5 separate regions of the Mus musculus genome follow, and all the other regions are linked to region 5. The links are chromatin contacts, called in public promoter capture Hi-C maps. All regions are on one chromosome and are shown on one strand. Each heading gives the region's core, a stretch centred on a gene start, on an enhancer-like site or on the middle of the called end of the contact. The rest is flanking DNA. Distances are from core to core; before and after follow the strand shown. Region 1 holds the start of Mrps33 (mitochondrial ribosomal protein S33). Region 2 holds the start of Mkrn1 (makorin, ring finger protein, 1). Region 3 holds the start of Ndufb2 (NADH:ubiquinone oxidoreductase subunit B2). Region 4 holds the start of Adck2 (aarF domain containing kinase 2). Region 5 holds the start of D630045J12Rik (RIKEN cDNA D630045J12 gene).

Evidence for each region. Promoter capture Hi-C pulls out the DNA fragments that hold promoters and counts their contacts. Capture Hi-C pulls out chosen DNA fragments and counts their contacts.
Region 1: a promoter capture Hi-C map of pre-B cells shows a contact between it and region 5, with 2.8 times the contacts expected there. The contact joins the promoter of Mrps33 here to the promoter of D630045J12Rik in region 5. A contact is called at or near these places in 1 of 39 promoter capture datasets (pre-B cells) and 2 of 9 other capture datasets (adipose tissue and liver).
Region 2: a promoter capture Hi-C map of liver shows a contact between it and region 5, with 2.6 times the contacts expected there. The contact joins the promoter of Mkrn1 here to the promoter of D630045J12Rik in region 5. A contact is called at or near these places in 2 of 39 promoter capture datasets (both in liver).
Region 3: a contact with region 5 is called in a promoter capture Hi-C map of adipose tissue, with 5 times the contacts expected there. The contact joins the promoter of Ndufb2 here to the promoter of D630045J12Rik in region 5. A contact is called at or near these places in 2 of 9 other capture datasets (adipose tissue and liver).
Region 4: a contact with region 5 is called in a promoter capture Hi-C map of liver, with 2.1 times the contacts expected there. The contact joins the promoter of Adck2 here to the promoter of D630045J12Rik in region 5. A contact is called at or near these places in 2 of 39 promoter capture datasets (liver and pre-B cells).

Annotation. Positions count from the first base shown.
Region 1 is chr6:39,809,498-39,812,197 of GRCm38.p6, forward strand. It overlaps Mrps33 (mitochondrial ribosomal protein S33), which reads right to left and starts at 1,439. Exons shown (of 3, transcript NM_010270.2): 1 at 1,367-1,439.
Region 2 is chr6:39,419,019-39,421,718 of GRCm38.p6, forward strand. It overlaps Mkrn1 (makorin, ring finger protein, 1), which reads right to left and starts at 1,351. Exons shown (of 8, transcript NM_018810.2): 1 at 1,081-1,351. The coding sequence starts at 1,265. Gm10244 (predicted gene 10244) reads left to right here and starts at 1,360. Exons shown (of 2, transcript NR_152168.1): 1 at 1,360-1,634; 2 at 1,722-2,276.
Region 3 is chr6:39,591,129-39,593,828 of GRCm38.p6, forward strand. It overlaps Ndufb2 (NADH:ubiquinone oxidoreductase subunit B2), which reads left to right and starts at 1,437. Exons shown (of 4, transcript NM_001358797.1): 1 at 1,437-1,584. The coding sequence starts at 1,487.
Region 4 is chr6:39,572,582-39,575,281 of GRCm38.p6, forward strand. Adck2 (aarF domain containing kinase 2) reads left to right here and starts at 1,295. Exons shown (of 8, transcript NM_178873.3): 1 at 1,295-2,625. The coding sequence starts at 1,720.
Region 5 is chr6:38,252,753-38,255,452 of GRCm38.p6, forward strand. It overlaps D630045J12Rik (RIKEN cDNA D630045J12 gene), which reads right to left and starts at 1,387. Exons shown (of 20, transcript NM_194061.3): 1 at 1,116-1,387. The coding sequence starts at 1,257.

The DNA of each region.
Region 1 (2,700 bases), core at 189-2,688, 1.6 Mb after region 5:
CTAAAGGATTTCAATTTTATGAAAGAATATAACCTTTTAAATTATATAACATTAAGTCAAATGATTTACATGCCAATTAGATTTCAATTCACATAAAATTATCCTAGGAGTTACACAATAGGGTAAAAATTAAAAACAAACAAACAAAAGTTATTTGTGGGTGGGTCTGTGTGACTATGTTCCCAGGGAGGCAAGATGGAGAGGGTTCCCCTAGACCAGTAGTTCTCAATCTTCCTAATGCGGCGTTCCTTTAATACAGTTCCTTATGTCGTGCTGACCCCTCTACCATAAAATTATTTCATTTCTACTTCATAACTGCAGTTCTGCTATTGTTATGAATTTATGAATTGTAATGTAAATATCTGATATGCAGGATATCTGATATGTGACTCACAGGTTGAGAACCTCTGCCCTATAATGGTGTTATACGTGGTTGTGAGTTATCTGACTAGAAACTCAACCTGGATCCTGCAAGAGCAATATGCTCTATTAACTACTGAGCCATCTCTTCAGCCTCACAAATTAGTTCCTTTGAAATATCATGTTTCTTTAAATGTGAATGAAAGAAAAATACAGGTGAAAATAACCGTTGAAAATGAGAAGCAAAACCAAATTACTTAAATATGTCAAGCAAAACACATAAAGCCCACATCTGAAAATTCAGAACTCTTTTTTCCCCTTTTGGCATAAAAAGATAAGTTTATCTTTCTCATGGATCTATTTATTTAAAATGCTTGCAGGTACACTTGTGTGGGTATAAGTGTAGGTCAATTATCAACATCAGGAGTACAATTTACCTTATTATTTGAGTTTCGACTGACAAGGAAAGCTGAAGGCATAGTGCCTGCCTAATCACGACCCAAGGAATGCATACGAGTTGTTACTGAGAAGCAACGTGCTCAGAGCATTTAAAAACTGGTACCAATTATTTTACTGGGTCACAGGGCATGAACCCCTCCGAACAGATAACTTTATTTTTTTTTTTTTGTTCAGCATGCACAACTCATACTCTCCGCTGTCTGATTCGCGCACTCCTCCGGCGCTGGAAGCTGTAGTAGAGTCATTCATTTTCCCAAGCATCATCTAAACTGCATTTTAAATAACAATCAACAAATATCGCCGGCGCATCCCACACAAAACTGAGTGCGAGGGCGGGCTCACTAGGAGAAAGGAAGTGCGTTTTTGGTTTGTTCAGTTCCCCACAGGATAAGGGGAAAGCCTCGGGTGTTTGTGGGGTACACGTGGAAGCTCCAGGAAGGCCCCTAACTGACTCGACTGGATCTGGCAATTCCACCAGGTTAGGGACCCGGGTCCGCCCGCACCGCCGCCGCCCTCTGCTGTGACCCCAGCGCTCCGCTTGCCTTACCTGCTCCTGACCTCGCGCACGCGCGTCCCCGGAAGGCCCGCCCCCCTTTACTTGCTTCCCAGCTCCAGAGAGCAGGAGAGAGGCGGAAGCTTGATGGCTAGAGCGGAGTCGGCGGACAACCCGGAACTACTCTCACTCCCTGGGGGCGGGACCTCGGGCGACACCTAGCGGCCGCGCTCGCTCTGAGCCCAGGGCCTCCGCCCGCGAGGAAAGCCGGGTTGTGTGGGTGTGGTTCTGAGAGTGGGGGAGCCTTGGCTATCCAGGAAGGTTCTAGAGGGACCACACGCATCATTTTGTCGAGAATAGCCAGAGCTGAGTCCCTCCTCGCTGAAGCTCCTTGCTCTGTGATAATAGAATGAAATGCAGTATTTTTCCTTTGTCTTCACGTTTCATTTTTCTTTTCATTAGAGCTTATGCTCTTTGCGTTCCAAAGATACTTGATGCTAGCTCAGAGTCTTTCTGACCGTGTTGGGTTCCTATCAATCAAGGAGTTGAGCTGTGGTTCTCTTTTCGGGGTACAGGGATAGAACTCTTGGATAGGAGATAGACAGGAGCAGTAACACAGAGAAATTGTGTTTTGGAAGATAGCCTAAGTTCTGCTTCTCTTTGTACATTTGGATAAGCTAGTGTAAAACTCTGTCCCCAGCCTTTTTCTTTTCTTTTCTTTTTTTGTTTTGTTTTGTTTGTTGAGACAGGGTTTCTCTATGTAGCATTGGCTGTCTTGGAACTCACCGTGTAGACCAGGCTGGCCTCAAACTCAGAGACCCATCTGCCTCTGCCTCCTGAGTGCTGGGATTAAAGGTACACACCTGGGCCGTCAATCCCAGACTCAAACTTTTATGATAAACTCTCAATTGTTTTTTAAAAGCAAGATGTCTTAATTGTGGAGCAAGAAAATATCGTAACGGACAGTATGAGATCAATCATGAGATCTTGAGCAATCTCAAAAGAAATCAGATATGTGGGCCAAGAAAACTGCAGCTTTATCTGCGCAGCTGTGTCAGCTGCGGGTCAGAGTGCCCTTTACCGTTGACTGTCCTTGGGAATGAAGATAGGTTGCTCATACCGCATCAACAACTAAGGTACCGGGGTATTTGCCTACGTGTGCACCAGTGAAGGGTCAGCATCCTGCAGAGACCATGACTTCATTACGATATTATTTTCATTGTGGGCTTGGCCAGGATAAGCTTTTCTAGAGGATCCTGAGAAGAAATATCCTTCAAAAGTGATCTGACCCACCGTGACTTAGGAAAGAAAAAGGCTCGCCCTACTCTATCACTATGACACCCACTTTATAAATGTAAGAATTAAAAAAAAAATACGACGGGGAATCT
Region 2 (2,700 bases), core at 101-2,600, 1.2 Mb after region 5:
TGTTACAGGAAAGACTGGAAGATTCTTCAGTTTGGGAGTTAATATCAACACCGAGTTGTTCATTAGGAATTGCCTTTAGCATTTGCGGTTAATAAACTGTCCTTGCCGGGTTTAAAGTGGCATTTCCTTTTAATTTTCTTAGCCGATAGAAAAGCGTATATAGTCCTTCCTGGTAGTTAAAATCTATATACTCGGGCGTGGTATCATCTCACCCCTGCACTCCCGCACTAGAGAGGCAAAAACAAGAGGATTGCCGAAAATTCTAGGGCAGTCAGACTATATAGGTCAACCGGGGCCACACAGTAGGACTGTCTCAATAAGCCCCCTCCCATCGTTAATACAAACAATCCTTCCTCCAACGTTTATAGCTGGGGAATTATTTTTTAACATACGTACTGTATAACTGTCACCTGATCATACATTTTCCCAATAATTTCGTCTCGCTTACCAAACAAGAACCAAACCTCTCTGGTCGGATCTCCTTTCTCGCAAAGAAGAACGCCTCTCAAAGGGACAGTAATAATAATGGCAGTTCATAAAACCAAGGGTGGAAGAGCCTAACGCCGGCTCCGAACGCTCGGTTCGGAGACAAAGCTCGGAACCGCCGACCACCGACTTACATACAAAGGCATACAAAAGCGGCTGCTCCCGGCGGGGCGGGGGTGAGCGGCGCAGAGAGCAGAAAAGACGTTACAAACGGATAGCCCGGCTCGGAGCCCCGGGGCCGGCCGAGCTCGCCGGGACCCTTGGAGGGTCTCAGGGCGCACCGAGGGTCGTTAGAGCCCGATTCGCATCGGCGAGCTCGCGCCGCATCCCCGAACCTGTAGCGATGGAGGCCAGGGCGGGGACACCGGTCCTCTCCGCACGCACCGGGGCGCCGCTGAGCGAGGCGAGGTGACGGGACCGCCCTGCAGTCCGAGCCCGCAGTCTGAAACCCGCAGCGATGCCGCGGCCAACCTCTGCGGAGGCTGACGCAGCGATGCTGTACGGACAGCCGCAGCGGGGACCCCGCGACGCCCGCCTCCGCCTCTTGCTCGGCCCCGCAGCCCCCGCCCTCCGCCGCGCCACGCAACGTCCTACCTGCAGGTGACCTGTTTCGTCCAGCCGCCGCCGCTGCCGTCGCTGCCGCCGCCCCCTCCTCCCGCCCCCGGGGACGGGGCAGCGACTGTGGGGATAGAGGTGAGGGAGGCCGCTGCCACCGCCGCCGCTGCCGCTCCTGCTCCTGATGTTGTGGCTGTTGTTCCGGGAGCCGCAGCCTCCGCCATTACTGTTTATCCCACACAGCAATGGCCCCGGAACTTCCGGGATCACATAGTTCCGGTCCGGCTGAGAAGGAGAAGACAGCGAAGGGAGGGGAGGGGAGGGAGGCTGAGGAGCCCGAGAGCTCTGCGCCAGTCCCGCGCCGTGTCACCGCGTCTCCGAGCGCTCAGGTCTCAGGAACTGCGGGCTCCGCAGGGCACCCGCGGCCCTCCTCCGGCGACGCTGATTGGTGATGGCTTAGGCTCCGCCCTAAAGGGGCGTGATCACACGCTTAGCCAGGTGTGCTAGGATGGTCCTGGTCCTAGCCATCCTAGCCATCAAAGGACCACATGCAAGGACCAACTTCTGCCTATGGCTGGTGGCGCACGTACAAGGTGGGGGAAGGCCTGGGGCTGTGTCTGCTCTTTATCTAGAGTGAGATCCCAACCTATTGTGTTGGGATCTGTTTCTTTCTCTCACAGGAACTGTCAGAATCCCTGCTGATGGAAGTGCCCAGGTGGGCCTGGCGGCAGACATCTTGGAATCCCACCAATGTGAAGACTTGAGTATCACAATGGCTGCAAGTTCGAGACCAGCCCAAGCTAAATAGATCCTGTCAAAGTAATAACAGTAATGTTGTAAATGAATTATGTGTGGTAGCCTGTTTGTAATACCAGCTCTTGGGAAGCTAAAGGAAAAAAGTGTTTGGTTTTATACCTGACCAGGAACTGAGGTGCATATTTTACATATCAAAGCAGACTTGACCTCCGGACTTCCCTAGCGTCCTTTTAGTCCCTATCTGGCATTCCCTGCCCCCAACCTTGAACTTTCCAGCCCAGGAGCTAGGCTGCCCTTCACCCCAGAGGCTCCTCCCTATATTTCTAGACATTTTCTCTGTCTCCTCTCTGCCTGCATGCCCTTTCTTTTTTTCTCTCTCCCTTCCTTATCCCATCCTTACCCCCGTGGCGACTCCTGAGGCCAGTGAACTAGCCTGCCTGAGAGAGCTTCCCAATAAACCTGCCTTTAATAGACTCGAATCTAGTGTGAATTGGCTCATTTCACCAACATCAGAGAAATAACCTATCAAAAAGGGTCACAGGCTTGAGGCCAGCCTGGGCTACACTGCAAGAATCTGTCAGTAAGCAGACAGCCTTCAAGGACATGCTCCCAAGTACTGGCTCCCAGCTAACTATGCCCATTCCCCTAGAGTTTCCACCATCAGGTTATATGAATCCACTGATGAGGGCAGTGCCAATCATTTCTCCAAAACTGTGTCTAAGCATAAATCACTGGAGTCCAAGACACATCACATGAACTTCTGAGGAACATTTTAGATCCAAAGTTCTCTCTCCCTCCTCAATAAAGTAAACCTGGCTGGACTTCAATGAACAGAGATCTGCCTCCCAAATATTGAATCCTGGGGTTTAAAGACTTCACCACTGTCCCCCTTTATTTTATTTT
Region 3 (2,700 bases), core at 187-2,686, 1.3 Mb after region 5:
TTCTTCAAATCAACCAACCCAAACCATAATGTACCAGGGAAGACCTTGTTGGAATCAATATTCTTGGTATCACACACACCCCTACCCACTAGATCATAGCGAAAGTAATCCTGCAAAGCAACATATTATTATTATTATTATTAATTTTTCTTTTGGTAAAATGTGCCATAACTTACAGTGGCCTTGCAAGCACACTAGGGCGGGAAGTTCAGTTGTTATTCTAATACAGGTGATGACTGTGTCTCATCCTATTGGTAGAGTGCGACCTCAGACTCTGCCATGGTTGGATAGTTCCTAATAGATGCAAAGGAAGGAGGGAAGGAAGGGGTCCATAGCTCTTGTCGTCAGAATGGAAGGCCTTTGTGTAAACAGGTTTTCCAGATGATTAAAATACTTGAATAATTTTACAAGGTGGAGATTATTAGAGTATTGACTGTTGGTGTGCTAGCTACTGTTTATAGAAAAAAGTCCGTTTCTCACAACCTCTTGGGGTTAGGAGTAGTCTTAGGTTTGGAGTCTATCCAGATTTCAACAGAGGCAATACTGAGAGAAAAAAGCAGGCCGAGGAAGGCGGACTATTTTAATAGCCAGTGGAGCCTTTGTTTCTTGAAGGAAATCTGAAGTGAGTGAAAAAATTAGTTTTTCTGGAAAGATGACAGTAGGCTATCCTATAGACCTAGTAACTCGGAACAGATATGTATGTCTTGTTTTATGAGGATGAGCTTGAAAATTCATATTCCCTCCCCACTAATGGCCGGAGACTGAGCGCATCTGCGCGTCTACGTGCATCTATTTGTGTTACAGCTCCCACTGCGAGTACATTTCTACGGCTGAAGTCAGGTCTCGATTTGTTGCCATCTTGGTGTTGCATCTTAACTGGACTGCCCTCATGTCCTTATTTTTCTGCTTGCTTATTACATTAATAACAAGAGGAAATGCCAAAAAACCTCGAATTGGCTAAGGCTCGAGGCGTTAGGAACTTTCCCCCATGTTCCTGGCCGACTTATTCCGAGTGTGCCGGGTTGGGTTCCTCAGGTGATTCCCGTGCCACCAGTCCAGGTTCTGAAATTTAACACCCTGGCTGATTAGTCATTCAGAACAATGCTGAAACAACGATGCTATAAAATAAACATTGCGATGTTATAAAATAAACATTGCGTGGTTCAGAAAGGGCTTAGGCCTTTAACAAGGGCCCACAGTGGCAAGAACATGCATGAAAGCACCGTCTATATGAGCCAAAGCAGGGAGCAGCAGTAAGGTCAGCCAAGAGCACCTTGCCAGGCTGTGCCACGAGGCAGCCAGGGCTCCTCCTGAAGGACGACCTATCTGCCCGTTAACCTGGAGCCTCTAAGGTCCGCCAATGGCTTGAACTTGTCCCCTGTGGCCTACCATCAGCCCGGGTAGAGACGCAGTGCGACGCAGTGACGTCACGGGCCGGGACTCGGGGAAGTGACGCATCAGGGGTGGGAACTGCAGTCTTGCTAGTATGTCTGCGCTCACCCGTCTGGTACCTTTCGGCCGCGTCGGAGGCCGCCTGCTCCGGGGCTGCCGCGCGCGGGCGGCTGGAGACAGTGGAGTCCGTCAGTGAGTGTCGGGCGGGGGCGAGGGTTCGGCCGGCTTGAACAGGCAGCGCTGCCATCCGGACGCTGTCACCTTGAAGCAGTCGCCCGGGAGGGTGCGTGAAACTCCGCTGCCGCCCGAGGCATGCTGGGTCTTGTAGTTTTGCCTGGACCGAGACTGGCCTTTTAGTCGGCTTGGTGGGCTAGAGGTGAAGGGATGGCGCAGGGTTGCGGGAGAGAGGCGTTAACTAAGACCCGAGTGATAAGAATCCAGTCCCGCACAGTCTCCCGGACTGAGCCTTCCAAGCAGCTGGCTAGTGGAGGTCCCGAGCGCATGGAGACGGGTGGAGATGGGCTCAGAGACAAGACGGGTCCAGGCAGGGCAGACACGGAGACCTTGAGTCAGTAAGGTAGTATAGTCTGTTCTTTTCACCATTAGGTACATTTTTACGATTAAAATTTGGCACTTTTTTTGAGCCTCACTGTGTAGCCTCGACTGACCTGGAACTCATTAGTGATCCTCCTGTCTCTGCTTTCGGAGTGCTGGGATTAAAGGCGTGCGCCCCCAAGTCAGTGTTTAGATTTGGCACTTTAAATCCTAGATTGGATGCTGTGTCTTACTCATTTTGCCTTCTCTCCACCCGAGATTTGTAATACTTATAGCTTTATTTTGTTGTATTGATCTGTCTCTCAGTCTCTGTCTGTCTCTGTCTCTCTGTCTCTGTCTCTCTCTCGCTCGCATATAACCTGGCAGGTTTTGTCCACCGAGATTTCTTTTAAGATCTTCATACCGTTTTGGGGATGCTTCCCGTCCAGTTTCACTACTTAGCTTGGATTTCCCTTACCTCCAACGGGGGAAGAAGGGTTCCACTATTCATCTAAGTTCCCAGCCCTTGGTTTGGGTTTTTGGGCCACAAAAGGTCCAACCCAGCAATAGTTCAGGTGGAAACTTACCTGAAGTTTGGCTTCTGGTAACTAAGTTTCAGTTTCCTTCTCGTTGATTTATTATTACTTTTCGCCCTTTCATTATGGGGCTACAGCTTGATTCAGGAGTCTAATGATAGACCACTTGTCTTGGGTCTCTGAGTCGTCAGAGTGGGATCCCTGTGAATGCCAGCTTCAGTACTGGCTTCCCAGGCAT
Region 4 (2,700 bases), core at 45-2,544, 1.3 Mb after region 5:
CTTCCTTCCTTCCTTCCTTCCTTCCTTCCTTCCTTCCTTCTTTCCTTCCTTCCTTCTTTCCTACTGGAATTGAAAGTGAGGGCACCGTGCCTGACACCTGACCACATTTCAAAGCAGTGTAAGGCATCATGTCTGCCTTGGGAAACCCAAAGGGTGTACCCCATCTTTTAGAGTTAGGAACTGGACTGTTATTGACCATACAGGAAGAGCCATTGGCCACTCCACTATTCCTGACTGTTAGTGGCCCTGATCTTACCTTTGGAGAAATTACTATATCTTCTGAGCCTTCTGGATGGCCAGGGGGTGTGTGTCTTGAGGTTGAATGACATGTCCAGTGATAGGAACCCTGGCCTTGTCCTTGTTTCTCTTTTTCTATAATCCTTTTCACCTGGGATGTCTTTAAATCTACCCTTGGTCAGACTTTTGTGCAAATTTCTTTCCACACAGGGACAAAAGCTGTTGATAGGTAGTAGGGACTGTGGTGCCCCAGGGCAGGCAGCTTTTTAAGTTCCAGAGCGCTGAGAAGAAATTGCAAGCCCTTTCCCTGGCTATGTAGGCTCAGTTCCCATGCTCTATCACCTACACACACACACACACACACACACACACACACACACCCCTCAGAACATCAAAAGTCTTTCCTACTTTGGAACTTTTATTTGGCTCCTCTCCCAACACCCTTTTTTTCTTCTCCAAAGTAGCCCAGCCTATGATTCAACCAGCTCCTCACTGCTTCTGTGGCCCTTGCTACATTTTTATTTCTATGACATTTATTTTGTATGTGGGGGACACGACTTAAAAGGAATTGGTGACATCCTTCCTTCATGTAGGTTCCACGGATCGAACTCATTTATTTCGTTGGGCTTGACATAAAATAATATCGTTACCTATCTAGTTTAGTATATATTCTTGTGACTCAACAAATATTAAATTAAATTCAAGAAAGACCTGATTTGGCTCAATAAGTCTTAGTTAAGTGTATAAGCCATTCCCTAAGGTCTAAACACCGCCGCTAAGTCAGCGTAGCCTGAGACTCAAGAACTCAGCAGCTGAAAAATCTGTCCTTCCTTTGGACCCACTTGTAATATTCAGTGTAGTTTAATATTTCTAGGATTTAAGCTACGAGGCTGTGAAGAGGAAAGGCAGACGCGGAAAAGAGGGCTACAGAGCTCGCGTCTGCGTTTTTTCTCTAAATCATCACAGGAACTCGATGTGCCCAGGCGCTTTTGCCCTAGTTCGCGCCGTGGCCCCTTTAAGGAGCATGTCGTGGGCAGAGAGGGCGGAACCAGGTACCGGAAGCTGGGAGCAGCGCTGGCCCGGACGCTTAGTGCTCTCTCTCTCTGCCTGGTTGTCACTGCCCGCTCTGTGCAGGTCCCGAGCCATCGGCTCGGCATCTCCGCCGCCCCCCGGGAGCCTGGCCCGTGAGCCCGCCGGAGCGCGCCTCTCAGGTCTTCCCGCGGCCCTCTGAGGCTTCGTCGTTCTCTCTAGGCCGCGGGTCCGCATCTCCGTCCCTGGCGCTCGGCGACTCCCTGCACTCTGAGCTCTGGCGCTGGACAGCTTGTCACCCGTGGTCCCCGGCTCAGGTCCCCGTTATCCCTCCCCTCCTGGGCTGCGCTAGGGGGCGCGGTCCGACTCATCCCCGCTTCGGCACGGAGCGTCTCCACAATGGCTTCCCTTTAGGTAGAGAACAAGCAGTCTAGGCCAAGGGGTCTAGAGAGGATGGTGACCCCCTGGCGTTTGTCTGTCAGGGTCTGCTTGTCACACTTAAGATGCTTTGAGTTCAGAAAGGAACTTGGGCATTCCAGACCCCTGGGATGCTCTCGCAATGCCAGACTATGTTGGTTTCTGCTAGGTACTTTGCCCAAATTAATCTCAGCCCATGGCAGTGTTGGAGAGGGGGCGCCTGGCAGCTTGTGCCAGAGAAAGACTCACTGGAGTGACCTGGCGGAAAATGGACTAGTGGAGAAGGTGGCCCAAGAAGGGCCTCTGGCCCGCGTCTTACTGTGTCTCCGCCTAGGGCTCCGCGCTGGTGTGCTCTTGGCGAAATTCTTCCCCCTCCTCTTCTTGTACCCTCTCACCTACTTGGCCCCTGGCCTCTCCACCCTCTGGCTCCATCTGCTTTTCAAAGCTACAGAGACCTCAGGCCCAACATATATCAAATTGGGCCAATGGGCCAGCACCCGGCGCGACCTCTTTTCAGAGGCTTTCTGTACCCAGTTCTCCAAGCTGCATGTCCAGGTGACCCCCCACCCTTGGGCAAGGACGGAATACTTACTCCAGCAGGCATTTGGGGAGGATTGGGGCAGCCTCCTCTTTTTCGAGACCCGGGAACCTGTAGGTTCAGGTTGTGTGGCCCAAGTGTACAAAGCGTTCGCTAGTATTTCCTTGTTGGAGGAAGACAGGATCTGGAGACTTGGGGAGCTCTCTGCCCCAGGAACCAGGGCCGTGGTGATGCAGAGAGAGCCCTTTATGAAAGACCGGAAGCCTTCAGAAAACCTTGCCGACGAAGCATTTCTAGAAAAACTGCTTCTTCCTAAAGCTGACCTTGGTGGGTCAGAAGTGGGTGTGTCTCAGGCTCCCTGGCATCTGCCTAAGTCAGATCACCTCATCCCAGTGGCAGTGAAAGTAAGTGCTCTCAGACCTTGCCTAGCACTTTAATCAAGTACCTACCCACTGAGCTGTCTGCCCCAGATCCGAAAG
Region 5 (2,700 bases), core at 137-2,636:
GTGGCACTAGTTATAATGCCCACAGTCGGGCCTAAGGGACACCTTCAAATGCGTTCTACTTCCTTCAAACCACTTGGCAGTCCTCTGGCCCTGCTCCCACAAGCAGGCAGGGTTCTGGGCTGCTTTCATGGCTTTTCTGTCTCTCCTGAGCAGTGAGAAGAAGCTCTCCACCTAAACTGCTCCTTTCTCCTTTCCTTTCCTACCCACAAAGCAACCAAGCACGTGTGGGCTGGGGCAATCACAGGATGCACTGTGTCACCTCAGAGATGGTCTCCAGTCCAGTGCAGTGCGTGCTCAGGATGGATAAATAAACATTTCGGGGAAGCAACATGAATTAAACCATTTCCTCAACAAACAAAACCCACCCACACGCCTCATAAATCATGTCTCTTAATCCCATGCTGATGAACAGTCACTAAATTGCATCTATTATAAAAACCAACCATGACTCCTTTCATGCCCTGACACTTCAGACTCAAAATATTTTCACACTCCATTGTAATGCCTTTGTGGAGGTAATACCAATAGCTAGTTCCCTGGAAAGATCCATGGCCAGGGCGCTTTCCAAGAGATTTTTTTCTTTGAATGTTCTTTGTGTCCTGGCGCACTGGGGGACACAGCCAGCTTGCTTGCATCTGGGGTAACACTGGGTGTTCACGGCAATGCACAACTGCTCTTCTGCACACACCAGATGCATCCCTTTGCCCCAACAATAAAAGTATCCCAAAACATTCGCTACGCCACATTCACACAACCGTGCACAAACACAATTCCAGTGCCTGCATTTTGCAAAGGGGAAAAAGAAAATAGGCATCTTCGGAGCAGAAACCACCAAACCCGCCTCGGGCAACATGGTTCACGGAAGACTAGGTTGCAGACCTTTTAGCAAGACCGGTCAGAAACCGCTCGCTCTTTTTTCCTTTGGATTTATTCCTCTCCTCCATGCCTTTATTTGCAGGGCCCAGGAAGAATAGGAAAGCATCTCCAGCAAGGAGGGCGAGGGAGCGGTGAAGAATAAAAGAGGATGGGCGGGTGGGGAAGCCAGGGGGTGACGAGCGCGGCAGAGAAGGCGGCCAGGGTGGCGGCCGCGTCCCGGGGGGCTCCGCGAGGCTTACCTGGGGCGCACGAGGCCGGCCCGGCGAGCAGCAGCAGCCAGAGGCCGGGGAGCAGCAGCCCCGGGCGGCGGTGGCGGGAGGAAGGCCCGCGGCCGCACCGCTCCGGCACCAGTGCAACCCTGGCGCGGGGCTCCCGCTCCATGGCCACGCGTCGGCTCCCCGACACCCCGGCCTCCGGGCGTGGGCGCGCTCAGGCCCGGGACGCCGGCGTCCGCTGCGGCGGAGACTGGGCGCCTAGCACCGGCGCGCAGCGAGGCCGGCGAGGCGGGGGCGGGCCGGGCCGGATCCGCGGACTGGGGCCGCTGCACGCCGGCCGCGCCGCTCCGCCCCCTCCCGAGCCTCGCAGCCGCTGCCGGGCAACGCACGGCCCCGCGCGGGGAGGCGAGCACCACCTCCCGGCCGGCCCGGCGCCTGCCTGCGGGCGGCCCGGCGGAGGGCGAGGCGGGACCCGGTCCCCGCCCTCCCACAGGACCCGCCTCTCAGGAGGGCGCCCGGGACGGCGCCGCCCCGCACCCGCACCCCCGGGGCCCTAGAGGAACGGTCGCAAACCGGGTGATTCCGGAGCACGCTCCTCCCGAGCCGCCCACGCGGGGCGGGCAGCAGGTGTGTGTGCGGGGCGGCCGTGGTCCCTGGCAGACCCCGGGCTGCTGAGCGGACAAAGCCGAGAGAAGTCGGCTCTCTTTCCCAGAGCCCGCGCGCTGGAAAAGAATGGGGAGGAGGCACACAGGGCTCAGCCCATCCTTTGCCTTTCCAGAGCTGTGCCACCTTGTTGGCAAAGGTGGGCCTTTGGTAAGACCTAGGCCTACTGCCCTGAGCTTAGTGAGTCTTCAGAAAGGGGCTACTGAAGCTGAATCAAAGTGGACAGACACAAACACACAGATCCAGGCCTTATTTTTTAAAAAAGAAAGTAGCACCAATATATGATGAAAAAGACCTTGTTGGGGGTTAGTTTCCTGGGGAAATGGGGGTGTGGATGGGAGTTAGCATGTGTCTCTGTGCTAAGAGCCAAGTGCATTAACTCTGAAGGCCGAATAAGGTTGGAAGGTCCTAGAACACACTACAATTTTGGACAGTTGTATTTCAGAGGTTGCACCAGCCGTGGTCTGCAAGCCGTGCATAAGAGAAGTATCTTGTTGAGTGAGAAACTATGACAGACAGTGGGAAATGTCAGCCATCCAGACTGGCCAAGGATCAAGGTTGCTCTTCAGTGAGGTAGGCAAAAGACCCAGAAAGATGCTACCCAGTTTTGCTGGGCAAACTCATCTATCTAGGCAAAGAATCAGAAGTTCCTGTTCTGAAAAAAAAAAAAAAATAGGCACCTGTTAAATTTCAGGGAAGATGAGAATCTAGGTTATAAGCTTTTGTTGATGACCCTAATTTTTGCGTTCCATTGTGTCACTTGTCATAAGCAACCCCCATACATTGCTCTCCTGCTCCCCCAGACATATACATTCTTGGAGTTGTCTCCAGCATACCCAAGTAGAGAGTTTGCTTGTCTGAGCATGTTTGCACCCTGACCACAATAGCCCTAGGTATGGCTCCCCTCTCCTCGCTTTTCTCTGAATTACTCACCTGGCCACGGGGC